Regions from separate parts of the Mus musculus genome. Here region 2 is linked to region 1. Evidence: chromatin contacts called from public Hi-C data. All regions are on one chromosome and are shown on one strand. Each heading gives the region's core, a stretch centred on a gene start, on an enhancer-like site or on the middle of the called end of the contact. The rest is flanking DNA. Distances are from core to core; before and after follow the strand shown.

Evidence for each region. A called contact is a pair of places that touch in the nucleus more often than the background predicts.
Region 2: a contact with region 1 is called in a Hi-C map of liver, with 4 times the contacts expected there. The contact joins two enhancer-like sites. A contact is called at or near these places in 1 of 484 Hi-C or Micro-C datasets (liver) and 2 of 115 datasets of contacts at active chromatin or transcription factors (embryonic stem cells and large pre-B cells).

What each region holds. Positions count from the first base shown.
Region 1 is chr13:101,014,479-101,017,916 of GRCm38.p6, reverse strand. All of the region lies in intron 1 of Gm41042 (a long non-coding RNA gene), which reads right to left. Among named protein-coding and RNA genes, the nearest start is that of Gm41042, 19 kb to the right of the region's middle. Within about 2 kb of position 1,481, at least 18 of the 459 cell types and tissues checked have an H3K27ac peak or open chromatin away from gene starts, as enhancers often do. A contact at or near this core is called in liver, where this site is marked.
Region 2 is chr13:101,521,865-101,525,308 of GRCm38.p6, reverse strand. No RefSeq gene overlaps it. Among named protein-coding and RNA genes, the nearest start is that of Gm36475, 17 kb to the left of the region's middle. Within about 2 kb of position 1,653, at least 27 of the 459 cell types and tissues checked have an H3K27ac peak or open chromatin away from gene starts, as enhancers often do. A contact at or near this core is called in liver, where this site is marked.

The sequences.
Region 1 (3,438 bases), core at 232-2,731:
AATATATCACTAGCTAACACTCATAATACTTAATATTGACCAAGAACTGTAAGGTGCTTTCATATACATTAAGTTACTCAGTCTGCATGATCATTCCATAAGATAGAACTATGTTGTGGATGGCCCTGCGTGTATTTTGGTGTTAATTTCACTTTCCCAGGAGGGGTTGTTTGGAATGAGAAATGAATCACGTACTCAGGTGACTTCTAGCGAACCATCCCACAATGAATAAAGGAGACAATCACTGGATGAGTAAATGGGACTTCCAGGTTGGATATGGGAAGAGAGAGTAGGCAGGAGAGGAATAAGGGCTTTTGGACCGGGATAGGAAGAGGACAAGATGTAGATACTAGTGTCTCCTGGATTTAATGGCAAATTCACCAGGATTTGCCACTGGAGGATTTAGATTTAATATGGCTTACAAGATTAGGACTCTAGCTGTTGCGCCCAGAGATTGAGCTGCCATTGTTTCTGAACTAAGTTTGTGTGGTGTTTTCCTTCATGTGGGGGCTCAATTGGGTTCCAGAGAGAAAGGTACTGTGGCAAAGTGTGGGTTCGCCAGATGTGCACCACAAAAGGCCGTGGGAGTTTTGAAACATGGGGCTGGCGTGGTAAGGACCCGCCAGTAGGAACTTAATGAGCTGGGTGGAGAGATTTCAGAGCTCTGAGTCAGAGTCTCCACGAGATAAGAACAGGCCAGCCATTGCCTGCCAGTTCATGGCCGGCCAGCCCACCATGGCAGAGAGTATCTGGGTTTAACATGAGGTGGTGCTAACTTTTTAAAATATTTTCCACAACAGAACTACTTTTAAACCAGTTTTATAGTTGGAAGAACTGAAACAAAAAACACTTATGCAGTATATCCAAGACTATCCAGCCAGCAAATAGATGCAGGTAATGCAGGTAATCTACACTTAAGTACTGAAGTATCCTGTTTCCTAAATATATTCCTTACACTGGGTTTTATATTTATGAAAAGTTTGGTGAATATAAATTTAAGGGGATTGTGTATAACATATATCCCATGTTAGTTCTAATTTCAAATAGTGGTCACTCTACCAGGCCATATGAGATAATGTTTGACTCAGAAAATGTGGTCCCTAGGTCAAATATTCTAGTGTCACTAACAACACTACCCTTGCCTCCAACCATAAACCAGAGATCTCCTGCCTTGATCATCTGTCCCTGGAACAGCATCACTTCTTACATGGAATAATCTCAAACCACTCCACCAAGATTAATAAAAAAATTTTTGCTTATATTCTGGAGAAGTTATTGCACCATTAGCAATGAAATCTAAAGCTTTTCAGAAATTACTTAGTCTTAGAGGGGGTGGAGTGGCTATAGAATTACATCATAAAACAATCACTGGAAAGTTTATTTTCCTTATCCTGGATTACAAAGAGCTGTGCTGACTACAAGGAGATCACATAATCCTATGAAAACATCCCTAAACTTTTACTCATGATATCTGACCTTCACACGGCCAGAGTTATGTAACTTGGGTAGATCATTTACTAACAACAGCTTACCCTAGCTGAGATTTTATGAGTCTACACTCATGGTTTTTAGTTCCAACAACCACTCTCTGAGGAAGGTACAGACAGGGACTATCAGAGAGACAGACATCACATGAGTCTTCTCTCTGCTTTCCTCATTTCCTTCCTGTCCATAGACTTCTGTCTCTCCCAAAAGGAAAAGCAATCATGTGGGTCAGAAGGCAGATCACTCAATCACGGGTGAAAGGTGAGAGCTGTAAGACTTGGCCCTCCCAGGCCAGGCCTCTGAGACTCCTCTGCTCTGCATCCCACTGTGCATTATCATCATGTACTTGGGTCCCCTGAACTAGCTGTGAGCTCCTGCCCCCAGCTTCTCAGGGACACTGCTCCTAACAGATGAGTCTACCTCCTTCTTCAGAAGATGAAGCTAGAGACACCTCTTAATATACATTAAATAATATATCTATATAATACAGGTGGATATTACATATGTTTTATATTATATATCTATATAATATATTATAGCTATATTTTATATATAATATATGTATATTAGAGAGAGAGATCCCTTAGTTGATTTTCCACCACCCTGCCTACTGGTCAGACCCTAACCAATGACTGAACCTGCATGAATATAAAAGCACAACACCCTCACAGATTAAACCAGTTCAACGATGTCAATCAAATCTGCCCTCCAGCTCCTTACAAGACGAAGCCTGTTGCAGGCAGCTAGAACTACACCTTGGCTTGGCTTTTTCACCTTGCCTACTTTCTCCCTCCACTACTATGCAGGCTTTCCCCATGGGCCTTTCCTTAATAAATCACTTGCAGCTGTCTCTTATCCTCCACATCTACCTCGAGAAACCTGATCTAAACTCTTACCCCCACCACACCCTCTACTGCAGGCCTAAGCTGATTTAAAAAGACTAACCTCACCAAATTTTTTTTCTAAGGTGTTTAGCACATTCCTCATATGCAAGTAGGTTAGGGCAGAGCCGATGCTACACCTATAGTGGCCGTCTTAAATCCAAAGATGGAAAGATAGATGCCTCATGTAAGTCTCTGACTCGTCTTCCATCAGGGACCTTTTCTGTGGAGGTCAGTACTCATTGGTCAGCCATTGACACAGCAGGGCTTTAATATCCCTTGAGTTGCCATTCTCAAACAGCCCTCTCGACTAGAAAACTAGCAGGACAGGTGGGAAACAGATATAGGCATCTCTAGTTACTAAACCCTCTGACTATCATAGACACAACAAAAATTTCACAACTCTGCTTCAGGCTTTCAGACATCAGAGCCCTCCCTTATCACTTAAAAGCCAGAAGATATCTTGGAGCTTTATCTCCCAATACTTAGACAAAGGTATTTATGTTAGCTTTAGGTTACTGTAACATATATCTGGGAGAAATCAATTAATAAAGAGAAAAGGGTTGTCTTGGATCACAGTTTTGGACATTTCAATAATCATTTGGTCTGTCATTTTGGGGCCCAGATAAAGTAGCATGTGACAGTGGGGCATAGATGAAACCCACATGTCAGCATCCGAGAGATGAAGAGAGGGAGAAGAAAGGGTTGTGTCCATCATCTCCTTCAAGTGCATGCTCTCATTGTCCCAATTTCCACTAACTAGGCTCTACTCCTTGAAGTTCCACCAACTCCCAACAGCACCATGATTTAGATACCAAGCCTTTAACACATGGACCCTCTGGGAAATTTTACATCTGAACTACAGCAGCAATACAGGCAAAACCAGGAGTTTTCCCAAGGTCACACCACTGACAGTAAATCTTTCCCCTAAGTCTCAGTCTGTTGACTTCGAGCTAGGATATGTTGAGCACAGAACCAGCTTACAGGCAAAGAAGAGATGAGGACTAGAGAGTTTAGCACTGTCATTTCAAACCAGGCCTCTGGGCATCTCTGGTTCTCACCAGACTTATTG
Region 2 (3,444 bases), core at 404-2,903, 510 kb before region 1:
AAATAACTAAGAGTGATATAACATAAATGATTAAGTAGTAGGGTGTATTTCTAGTTTTCTTAAGTGACATCTACACTGATTTCTGTAGAGATCTGACTAGATTGCATTCCCACCAGCGGTGAACAAGGGTTCCCTCCTGCTGTTTGTCTTTTTCCAAAGGGGGGTTGTGTTTTCTTTATAGCTGAGCACTGGTTTCCCTCTTCCAAAACTGGCTATATGTTCCAGGGCAGAGAGCTTTCTCTCTGCCCTGGAGAGAAACTCTGAAAGAAATTGCCTCAGAGTTCAGCTCAGAGGACAGCATTGCTACACTAAGCAGTCCAGATCGAAAGAACTTTCGCATTGTTTCAGTAGAACCAATGTCCTCTTTTCCCTGACCTTGGCCACCTGTGTGCTGGAGCACCTAATGTGGGAGAATTAGTGGATGGATTGTCCCATGGCAGAACTGCCCGGGGAGAATCTAAAATATACAGCAAACCTCTGACAGACCACAGCCACCTGAGAATGAGTTTATTACTGTCTTCAACTAGGTCCAACTTAACTCTTTCCTTGTCTCTTCATCTTTATTTTGAGGCCATCTTGAAGGCTACGCTCTGCCTCTAAAATCAGCACCAAACCAAGTTCCTCATTCTAAACCACCCAATCCGGCCATCTTTAGCACTTGGTCCCTATTTTATACTCCTCAGTTTTATTATGGTTCAGCCCATCATTGCTGATAATTTGGGATAGACACATGCAGTAGCAACCCAGAGGAAGGCTTAGTGGGAAGACCTAACCCTACCTACCGTAGGCCCTTCTCCTGGCCCTGGGCCTGCTTCATTAATTGCACAACTGGGCACCATGAGAAACACATGACTGCCATCGACATAGACAAAGAAGGAAAATATGAGCCATCCATTTGGCAATAATGTTGGCATCTTCCTCCCTTCACGCTGCCAAGGCCTGACCAGAAAGATCTTGGCCAGCTTACTGCCTGGTGTAGTCAGTCTAGACACAGGGTGGCTCAGGTCATGGTATGTAGAGCAGCTGTGGTGAATTCTATACATACAAGTAAAGACAGATAAAGGTTCCTGCTTCCTGTCTCCTGTGGAGACACAAACTAGAGTGAAGTTTAAACTGATGGAATTAACCCCTCATGGACTTAGAAAAGTTTTATATTTTTTAAACTTATAATTTGCCTCAGAATAGATATTATATTTTGATTTTCTTTAGAGTTTCATTAATATAAGAAAAATAGATTGTTTACTGTCCACATAAACCATGTACAGTCCTTTTGAATAAGGAAAGTAGACAAATATGCAAATAAATGTTAAGTAAATATAGAAAGATGTGTGTTATGTTTGCAAGGAAACCATGTCCTTGGTCTCTATAGAATGTCAGTCCAGTGGCCCAATTTTGAAAGTAGCTTAAGGAAACAAAGATCACACATACCTACTAGTCTCATTTGTCCTCTCCCCGAATTTAGCCTTCAAGTTAAATGTTATTTCCCTTATTCTGTAAATGAGGAAACGGAGGCTGCCCGAGGGTTGTTCTAGGTCACAATGAGTAAGTGACTGAGTTAAGGATTGACCAGACTCTGCCAGACACCAAAAGCTCATTGCTGTCAGGTTGTCACTAATTTGAGCAACTGTCTTCTCCCTGAAGTGTACACCCAGGGACATTTAACAACATTCCAAGATGAGGTCATCAGGGAGAGCTTGGTCAAGTTACCATTGAAGAAGTCCTCTCATCCATTTCCCAGAAATCCAAGTTGAAAGGTGAGTTTTGTAATTGCTTCCCATTTAATAGATGATTTATTTTAAGTGCCTAGTCTGGTGATGCAACAAGTAGGGGTGGGCTTGGTTTGAAGAGTTTCTGATATTCTAGGATGTGCTTTCACTTCAGTGCATGGTGAGTCTCCCAGAAAATTCCTCAAGATAGTCAGCCACATATCCATAAATGTATATGTGAGCACACCTATAGGAACACAAGGTACACAGCAAGGCATGAGCTAGGTCTGAAGTGTTTCTGATCTTCTGGGAACTATTATTCACTTTCTTGAGCTTTGATTCTTCAAGGAAGCTCCTAAAGAGGGTTAGTCAAATGGTCATAAATGCACACTTGCTCATGTACATATATACTGGAACTCAAGGTATGTGAGGAACATATGAGCCTGTCAGTTCATGCATATATAGGGCATAAGCACACATGTATAGGGTCAAATAGGGAATGTGCATACACACATGTATGCACATGTGTAGAACTATGTATTTAGGAACAAATGACACAGGTACACATGCATTTAGGAACATATGGGAATATGCACATATGTAAACGGGAGAAATAGGTGTGTGTATATGTGCATACAGGAACAGATAGCTTTCAGTTATATCACAGAATGCTATTTGGACAGTAAACAGAGCAGGGACTACTAAGAAGAATGATCCTTCCATCTTGGGGGCTGGTAGTTGGAGGTACAGAAATTAATTCACACAGAATAGATTAAGAAGAGGGAGGGCAGAGTTTACCTAGGGCGCAGTCAGAGTACTGTAACTCATTCACCAGCCAGAAACAAAGAAGTCTATTACCAAACTGGGGTGTGTAGGTGGTAATGGAAGGATAGAGGGTTTTGTTGGGACTTTTCAGCTAATAGACAAGTCACTTTTTTCCTCACGGCAGCTAAAGATACCAGGAATTTCTTAAGAGGAGGGTTGGTAGTAGTTGTATTTTCTGGGGGCTCTACTCAGATAAAAATATTTCATGAGAGGCTGGAATCTGGTCCAGTCAGTGGAGTACCTGCCAAATGAGAAATTAAGACATGAATTTGTGTCTGTGATATCCATTGAAAACCTAGACAAGCTTATACATGCCTATGACCTTAGCATTGGGGTCATGGAGATAGGTGGATTCCCAGGCAGTCACTGAGTTCTGGATTCAGTGAGACACCCTGTCTCAGAGATAAGATGGAGAGTGATAATGGGAAACCGTCAGTGCCAACCTATGACCTCTGCATGGACGTGTGCACCTGCACTCACACATGCACATGCACACATATACACACTAAACACATATTAGATAAAATATCTAATGACATTTCTTTGTGCCTCACCTTTAGCTCAAATATTTTTATTTTAAAAGTATTATTTATATCAAGTCTCACTAGATTCTCTTATTTTGCCTGTTTGAAATTATTTTAGAAGTTTTATCAAAAAGGAGGGCCAAAGGGGGAGGGGAGGGAGATGAAAAAGAGAAAGAGGAGGCATCAGTGGGTGTGGATTGGCTTATCACTACAAAGAGAGATTTATGATGTTCTGAGATAAGGCCTCTTCTCCAAAGGAAGAGAAAACAGAGATTACAAATGTGTGCAGGCTGGATCTATTTGATGAGTATGGAGAGAAGTGAGTGAAGAAAGTTCTAGACTTTGGTATGAAAATGTTTGAGTGAGGAGGGCAGAAAAAATGTCCCAGT